Regions from separate parts of the Mus musculus genome. Here region 2 is linked to region 1. A link is a contact called in public HiChIP or PLAC-seq data. All regions are on one chromosome and are shown on one strand. Each heading gives the region's core, a stretch centred on a gene start, on an enhancer-like site or on the middle of the called end of the contact. The rest is flanking DNA. Distances are from core to core; before and after follow the strand shown.

What was found. HiChIP or PLAC-seq counts read pairs in DNA pulled down with a chosen protein or histone mark.
Region 2: a contact with region 1 is called in an H3K4me3 HiChIP or PLAC-seq map of embryonic stem cells, with 44 read pairs. The contact joins the promoter of Cbs here to the enhancer-like site in region 1. A contact is called at or near these places in 7 of 39 promoter capture datasets (the 3T3-L1 cell line, 3T3-L1-derived adipocytes, the C10 cell line and 3 more), 23 of 484 Hi-C or Micro-C datasets (the G1E-ER4 cell line, the MNK3 cell line, the NIH/3T3 cell line and 13 more), 9 of 115 datasets of contacts at active chromatin or transcription factors (the HPC-7 cell line, double positive thymocytes, embryonic fibroblasts and 4 more) and 4 of 9 other capture datasets (adipose tissue, embryonic stem cells, liver and 1 more).

Annotation. Positions count from the first base shown.
Region 1 is chr17:31,586,492-31,590,546 of GRCm38.p6, reverse strand. Pknox1 (Pbx/knotted 1 homeobox) reads right to left here. Exons shown (of 11, transcript NM_016670.3): 3 at 1,960-2,087. Among named protein-coding and RNA genes, the nearest start is that of Pknox1, 24 kb to the right of the region's middle. Within about 2 kb of position 2,191, at least 10 of the 459 cell types and tissues checked have an H3K27ac peak or open chromatin away from gene starts, as enhancers often do. A contact at or near this core is called in embryonic stem cells and liver, where this site is marked.
Region 2 is chr17:31,635,654-31,639,753 of GRCm38.p6, reverse strand. It overlaps Cbs (cystathionine beta-synthase), which reads left to right and starts at 2,549. Exons shown (of 17, transcript NM_144855.3): 1 at 2,549-2,671.

The DNA of each region.
Region 1 (4,055 bases), core at 942-3,441:
TGCACCAATGGGCCTCTCCCCACTCTGACACGGGGGTCCTTTATTCAGTCAGGTTGGCTTCTAATTCAAGGCTCTCCTGCCTCAGCCTCAAGTCCCTGGAGTTACAGATATGCATTGTCTGGCCTGTATGAATGGTTTTTGCCCGTTACTTATTTCTATATATTCTTTTAAATTTTTATTCCGTGTGTGTGTGTGTGTGTGTGTGTGTGTGTGTGTGTGTGTATACACTATGTACATGCCTGGTACCCATGGAGGCCAGGAGAGAGTAGCAGATCTCTCGGGTCCTCTGGAAGAACAGCCCATCTCCACCCTACTGAGCCATCTCTCTTAACCCATCCGTTACTTGTTGTTACTTGTTTTTTAATTTGTTTATGGTATGGCTACTCTGAGTGGAAACGAAATATTTTTAATTGGGTTAGTTCTACACTATATGAAAATATTTTTTCAAAACTCCTAATCTTTTTTTTTTTGGTTGTTTTTGTTTTTCAAGACAGTGTTTTTCTATGTATCCCTGGCTGTCCTGGAACTCACTCTGTAGACCAGGCTGTAGACTCAGAAATCCGCCTGCCTCTGCCTCCCAAGTACTGCCACCACGCCCAGCCTAAAACTCCTAATCTTTTCATTAATTTTTTTCTTGTTATTTGTTCTATGTTCTATTTGTCTCATTACATAGTCCAGGCTGGCCTTGATTCTTACTCCTGTAGTCCCAGCCTTCCAAGGCCTGGGATTAGAGCACAGACTATACCGTGCCTGGATTCCAATCTTTATTGTGAACTACCCAACAATAAAATGGGTCGTTTTGGTGCTTACATCCTTCCATGTGTGTCTAGCCATCCCTACAAACAGGACACAGAGCAGCTCCAGGACTCCCAGTCCTTCCTGCTGTCCCTTTGAGCACCACGCTGGAAGCCCTGGTCCCAGCAGGGGTTACCATCATCAAGTTTTCTCTTGGTGTAATGGAAAAGCAATTATGCAAAATGCAAGCCTTTGGAGAAGGGCTTCCGATAGCTGGGGCTCATGTGAACACGTGTGTGCAGCCACATGCCTTCCTTTCAGTGGGCCCAGGCTGTTTCTAGTGTGAAGATCAAGAGTGAAGCTTCTAACACACTGTGCTGTGTACAGCTAGCTATACATCTACATACCTGTGCTCACAGTGTCACAGTGCACTACTGTCAAAGGGAGGAAGCACGGCCAGGTGCGTGGCACACTTGGGAGGCAGAGGCAGGAGGATCGTTGTGAGTTCAAGGCCAGCTTTATCTATGTAGTGAGTTCCAGAACAGGCCAGGCCTACAGAGAGATCCTAACTCAAAAAGTATGAGGCAACCTAAACCCAAGTGCTCAAGTATCTGCTGATAGACAAATGTAGTATATAAACAGTGGAATAGTGGTTCAGCCTCAAAGAGGAAGAAAGTCCCAGCAGACTCTATATTACAGTCCTGTTTAAAACATTTGATGTGAAGGGAGCCAGTCAAGAAAAGATACTACATAACTGAAGTGAGTGCTCTCTCAGGAGATACCTGAGGAGTTGAGGTCAAGAGAACAAAACGACAGTTTCTACAACTGCGCAGCTATGTGAAGGTCAGAGGACAAAACTGTGGCGTTCTCCTCACTCTCTGTGGGTTCGGAGTCAAGCTCAGGTCATCTCATTTGCATGGTAAGTGCTTGCCTTGCTGAGCCAGCTCTACCCCACTTTCCCTCTTAGAGTCTTATTATGTAGTCCAGACTGGTCTGGAACTGCCTCTCCCCAGTGCTGAGATTCTAAATGTGCACCACCATGATTTGCCTGAAGATTTCCTGAAAGGTTACCCAAATTCAGGTTTATATTATTATTCTTTTATTATTAGAAGTACCATCTCAACCTGGAAAGTGTCAGTCTAGATCCCAGCTCTGACTTCCACTTCACACGTGTGCATCCTCTCTAGTCCTCTGAAAACCACACAGTCCACACCCAGGCACTACCTATAAATGGCCTGCTTGTCGGCATCCATTGGGGTCTGAGACTCGATGGGAGGAGGACTCACTCCTTCTGCATCTGGGTCAGAGCAGTTGGGATCTTGCTCTGTTTTTAACTCCGTGACCACCTGCATCTGTAAAAGACGAAGTTCTGTTACAGAATACATAAACAGTGCTGCTAACACTGAACTGGACGATTACAGAACTGCCAATAACAACACACCACCAAGAGCAGCAACCCTTGGACTCTTTCTCGAATGTCTAAGAGCAGACAGCACAAAGGGCACGTGTATTAGGAAGTGAGAGGACTTGGAAGCTGTCAGTGTGCATGGCTGACAGGCACTACACAGTAGAAGCTGACTCTTCTAGCCACACAGCTCCCAGTGAGTGACTTGGCGAGAGGGTGAACAGCAGGTCTGTTCTTCTTATATTCATATACAAAACACTCAGGTTCAAGTTCTCCCACACGGAACCCTGTGCCATTATGCAAATGTGAACATGGGCTGGGGATATAGGTCATGTGCAACTTCCTTCCTAGCTCTGACCCCCAGCATACACTCACGTACACACACACACACACACACACACACACACACACACACACACACATGCGCGGTGTGATAGGTGGTTGTGAACCATAGTGTGAGGTTCTAGGAAGCAAACTTCAGCCCTCTGTAAGAACAGTATGAGCTCCTAACCAGTGAGCCATCTCTTCTACCCCAACATACAATTTTAAACAAAGGGCACTTTATCTAGAAAGTAAAGGCCAGCTGTGTTTACTAGGTTGTAACATTTTCACTGTGGTAAATAAGCTATGTACCTGCCTCTTAGATAAAATGTATTTAAGTCCTTAATGAAATATTGGTTACCCCTCCCCCCGAAACTTACTGACATAAGAGTCAAACTGTCCTTAGAGGCCACCCTGTCTCCACACATCCTGAAGGAGCACCAGCCAGGAGCCCCACCCCCAATGCTGTCCCCCAGAATGCTCTCCAGCAGTCCAGAAGGACATCCATCCTGTTGCCTTTAGAGATGGCACAACATACTTGGAGAATTCTCTCTTTTTTTTTTTTTACTTTCAAAAAACAAGGCAACCTGGGGGCTAGAGAGCGAAGAACACTCGCTGGCTATTCTTCCACAGAACCTGCTTTTGGTTCCTAAGCACCCCCAGGGCTCCCAAGCACCTGTTAACTACAGTTCTAGGGGACCCAACACCCACTTCTGGCCTCTGAGGGTTCCTCCACAGGTATGGAACATATCAACTCACACAGGCTCACACACATACATATTCTTAAAATAATAATGAAGCAACTAGCCAGACAAGGTGGCTCACACTTTTAATCCCAGCACTCAAGGGCAGAGGCAGGTGGATTACTGTGAGTTTAAGGCCAGCCTGGTCTACACAGTGAACACCAGGCAAGCCAGGGCTATTCAGTGAGATATGACCTCAGAAAATTAAATAAACAAATATGCAATGAAAGCCTAAACAAACACAATCCTTTTAAAGATGGCCTGATGGTGTGTATAAAAAAAAAATCACAGGGGCTGGAGAGCTGGCTCAGAAGCTAAAAAAAATACTGACTGATCTTCCAAAGGACTAGCGTTCAATTCCCAGCACCCACATGGCAGTTCACAACTGCCTGTAACTCTAAGATCTGACATTCTCACGCAGACATACATGCAGACAAAACACCAATGCACATAAAATAAATACAACACTTAAAAAAAAAAAAAAAAAAAAAAGCATTCAGGCAGAGGCAGGTGGATTTCTGAGTTCGAGGCCAGCCTGGTCTACAGAGTAAGTTCCAGGACAGCCAGGGCTATACAGAGAAACCCTGTCTCGGGGAAAAAAAGAAAAAGAAAAAAAATGTTAAAAAAAAAAAAAGCATTCCAGGATGGTGTGACTGTCCACATGGGGGAGGGACATGGAGTGTCCCTGAAAGAGCACCTGGCCCTACTGCAGGAGGCTGCCACCATTCTGTCTGGTATAGGATATACACAGAAGACAGGTGGAAGACTAGTCTGAACAAAGACCTAAAGGACAAGGCGGGAGGGTGGGCAGCTGGAGCAGCCAGAGGCAGAGCCTCTAGGCAGAGATTCCT
Region 2 (4,100 bases), core at 1,300-3,799, 49 kb before region 1:
GTGCATTGTGTGTATGGAAAGCAGTCCTGGTTTGAGGAACTCCTCAAGTATTGAGGGGAAAGGCTGACTGGGAGGGCTAGGATTTTCATCAATTTTGACACAATCTAGAGTCATCTGAGATGGAAGCCCAGATGAGAAAATACCTCCATCAAACTGGCCTGTGGGCAGGCCTGTGGGAAGTTTTCCCTGTCTCCACCTGAGTTTCTGTCCTGAGTTCCCCCCACCCCAAAATGGCTGTTAACATGTTAGTAAGCATTAGAAACCTAGTCTTCCCCAAGTCACTTTGGTCATGGCGTTTATCACAGCAATGGAGAGCAAACTAGGACCGTGTCTCACCTGTCTCAGATGGCATTTTTTTTTTTTTTGGTTTTTCAAGACAGGGTTTCTCTGTATAGCCCTGGCTGTCCTGGAACTCACTTTGTAGACCAGGCTGGCCTCGAACTCAGAGATCCACCTGCCTCTGCCTCCCGAGTGCTGGGATTAAAGGCATGCTTCTTTCTACTCTTTGATAGGTTATCTCTTCGATGAAATGAGCCGAATTAAATCTGATTAGATTATAGTAAAGGCAGGTTTATTGTGAAGCTGCTCTCGGGTAGGTGAGTTCACTGACCCCAAGGACCAAAGCCAAGGAAGTTACCATGGGGAAAGGGAGGGAGGGGAGGGAGAGAGAAAGAAAGGAGGGAGCGGTACACACAGAGAGAGAAAGGTGAAGAAGAGGGATAGAGGGAGACCAAAATGTCTGCATTGTATATGGAGGAGCCTCTGAGGGAAGAGCAGCTATCCTCTGGTCTGGAGAGTTCAGGGTTTCGGGCCAGGTAGGGACTGAGGGATGCTGGGAGAACCTGGAAGCCAGGTCTGCTTTGGTTTGTAAAATAGGCACTTCAGTCCCTTGTCCTGGGTTCGAAACCAAACACTCTTCCTGCCATTTTTCAAGCTGTCTGAAATGAGTTCAAAAATTTCAATTTTAAATAAAACGAAGAGCCGGGCATGGTGGCGCACGCCTTTAATCCCAGCACTCGGGAGGCAGAGACAGGTAGATTTCTGAGTTCGAGGCCAGCCTGGTCTACAGAGTGAGTTCCAGGACAGCCAGGGCTACACAGAGAAACCCTGTCTCAAAAACCCAAAAAAAAAAAAAAAAAAAAAAAAAGAAAAGAAAAGAAAAGAAAAAAGAAACTTCTCAGAAACTTGATTTAAAATGGAAATACTTGTATGGGACAGAATTGCAAACGTGTGTGTGTGTGTGTGTGTGTGTGTGTGTGTGTGTGTGTGTGTGTTTCCAGGATGCTGGAGACCGGGGCTGGGGGTGGGGTGTCATTTCTTTAGTCCTCCTCTTCTTTGTTGGAGGTGGCAGCCAGCCAGGGCCAAGCAGTCCTGGCAGCTTGTGTGTCTACAGTAACTCCAATGCCTGCCTGCATCTTCATAGGGTTGTTTCTCCATTCAAATTCTCGTCTTCTCTTAAGGGCACCGTAACCGTGGCTTTAAGTCACTTCCACCACTAATGTACGTTTATCATATCTCCTAAGACCTGGCCAGACATTTGGGATCTTGAGAGAAGGATCCCTGGGAATTGCTGTTAGTGTTCTTGCCCTTGGTATGACAAAATAAGATACACTGGGAAGCAAAACAACTCAGCATAGTAACTGGCTCCCTAACAAACAGGCTCTCCTTCCAGCTTGGCAGCAGGTTTCTCAGACCCTGGCTCTTGCCCTAGGGCGTACACTTTCCAGCCCAGAAGATTTCTCACTGGAACAAGATGTGGCCCTTCTAATCAAATGCTACATTCGGCTGTGTATGGTGACCCAGATCTGCAGTCCCAGGTCTGAGGTGGCAGGAAGATCAGAAGTTGGAGCTCACCATATTTCACCAAGCTAAACTCAGGGCCGGAGAGATGGAGAGAGACACCTCCCCCCTCCCCGCTTCCAGGTCTCTTTATGTAGCCCAGGTTGGCCTCGCACTCAAACTTGAGATTCACTTCTCTCGAGTCCAAATGCTGGGATTGCAGGCACCATCACGTCATACGTCACGCCCATTTTTAACCTCCTACAGATATCGATATTGGGGGCGCCCTTCCAGTGACACCACTGACCCAGGCCTCTCAGGCCAGTTGCTTGGAAGAACTCTGGGCTCTTTGAGCGTCAGGTCCTGCCGTTCAGAATAGTGATGTGTGACTCGAGCCTGCCAAGCTAGGAAGCTCCACGTCCTCGAGAGGATCGGGTCCTGGGAAACGAGGTTCCCTGACACTTAGCCAGGCTGTGCCGCAAGGTACAGACCTTTGGGCACAGACCTGGGGCCCCTCCGTGTCGTGTGCCTCACGACAAACACGTGTTAGACGGCAGAACTTCTCCTTTCGAGCTTTTGAGCACAACTCCCAGAGCAAGCAGACACCCCGCTGTGGAGGCCCGGCGTCCAGCCGAGCTTGGCGGAGCCAGAGTGGGGGTGGAGAGGGGAAGGGGTGTGGGGGGGCGGGGTGAGTGGGAGGCCGTTCTGCGGCCCAGGATTGGCGGGTGTCGGCCCTCCGCCCCCCGGCGCCGGGCCAATCGCCGAAGCCTGTTGTGTGTGGCTGGGTTGGTTCTAGACCCGCCACCCTTCCCTGGGATCTGAGCTGGGATCCTGTCCGAGCGTGCTCTCCATCCTAGCACAGGCCGAGCCGTTTTCCCGCGTCCGAGTCTAGGTGAGCTCCGGCCGCACTGACTCCCACGCCGCGCACACAGCGAGATCCTCGCTGCGGTTCGGTAGCCCGCGGGCACTCCCCATCCCTGGGCACGGACTTGGCTTCCTCTGTACCTGGACGCGCAGCTCGTGAGCCCGGTGCCTGACGCGCAGCTCGCTAAGGTCCCCGTGCTCCCACCGGGGCGTCCTGACTTGTCCCTCCACCTCGATGCCACCTGCGTCCATTGCCCTCTTCCCGCTAGTATCGACCTCCCCGCAGCCCTATGCTGAGCACCCACGTGGCCTCAGGTCCCACGACTGCTAGTCTCTGAACGTGGAGCCGGGTTCTAGGGTGACGCGCTAGAGACAAAACTGGGTCATCGATTTCCCCAGTTTTGGATGGAGACCGCTGTTTCGCAAATTGTTCTTTGGGGCACTGGTGCCGGGGTGAGGGTAAATATTGAAGTAGTGTCGTGCGGGGTGGCGGAGTCGTGGGAGAGCGGGTTCTCCTCCTTGTGCGGGACCCAGTTGGGGCGGGGGAGGGCGCGAGACCTAGGGCTGTACACCTGCGGAGAGTTTCCCACGTCACTGCCACACACTGATCGAGTGGCCAGGCGGTCTGTGCGGGAGCGTCATAGTCCTAGGAAAACCCCACTGGAAGAGCGGCCTCTCCGTGTGAGTAGGGAGGGAAGCAGGATACCCTGGGCCACATTCGCCAAGTTTGGGTTCGGGTTGTTCTATGGCTTCCCGTTCCACGAGGACGCTTAAGTGATGGCACTGGGAGAACTGCGCCTGCCATGGGTTTTGGAGAGTTCTACAGCCCGGGTCGCCTAGCAAGAGGACTTTTTAGAGGGCTCTTTTGTTTGTTTGTTTGCTTGTTTGCTTGCTTGCTTGTTTTTCGAGACAGGGTTTCTCTGAATAGCCCTGGCACTCACTTTGTAGACCAGGCTGGCCTCGCCTCGAACTCAGAAATCCACCTGCCTCTGCCTCCGGAGTGCGAGTGCTGAGATTAAGGCGTGCGCCACCTCTCCCGGTTTAGAGAGGGCTCTTGAACCTAAGGAGAGAAGCACCTGTCTAGGCCACCGCCTGGGCGCATGCGTTTTGATGTTAGTTGCTCCTCCCCCACCAAGGGAATGAATAAGATGGGCCAGTGCCAGGTAGGCTCCTGACGTCATTTTAGAGTGCTAGATCACATCTAGAATACTTAGAACACCTAGTTGTTCATGTTAGGCAAACAGAAGTTTGGGGATATGGAGAGATGGCTCAGTGGTTAAGAGCCCTTGGAGTTCTTGCAGAAGCCACTAGTGGCTCACAATCATCTGTACCTACATTTCCAGGGGATCTGACTCTCTCTTCTAGCCTCCAAGAGCAGCAGGCACACACACGCGGTGCACATACATACATGCAAGCAAAACATCCCCATACATATTAGTAAATCTAAAAGATGTATT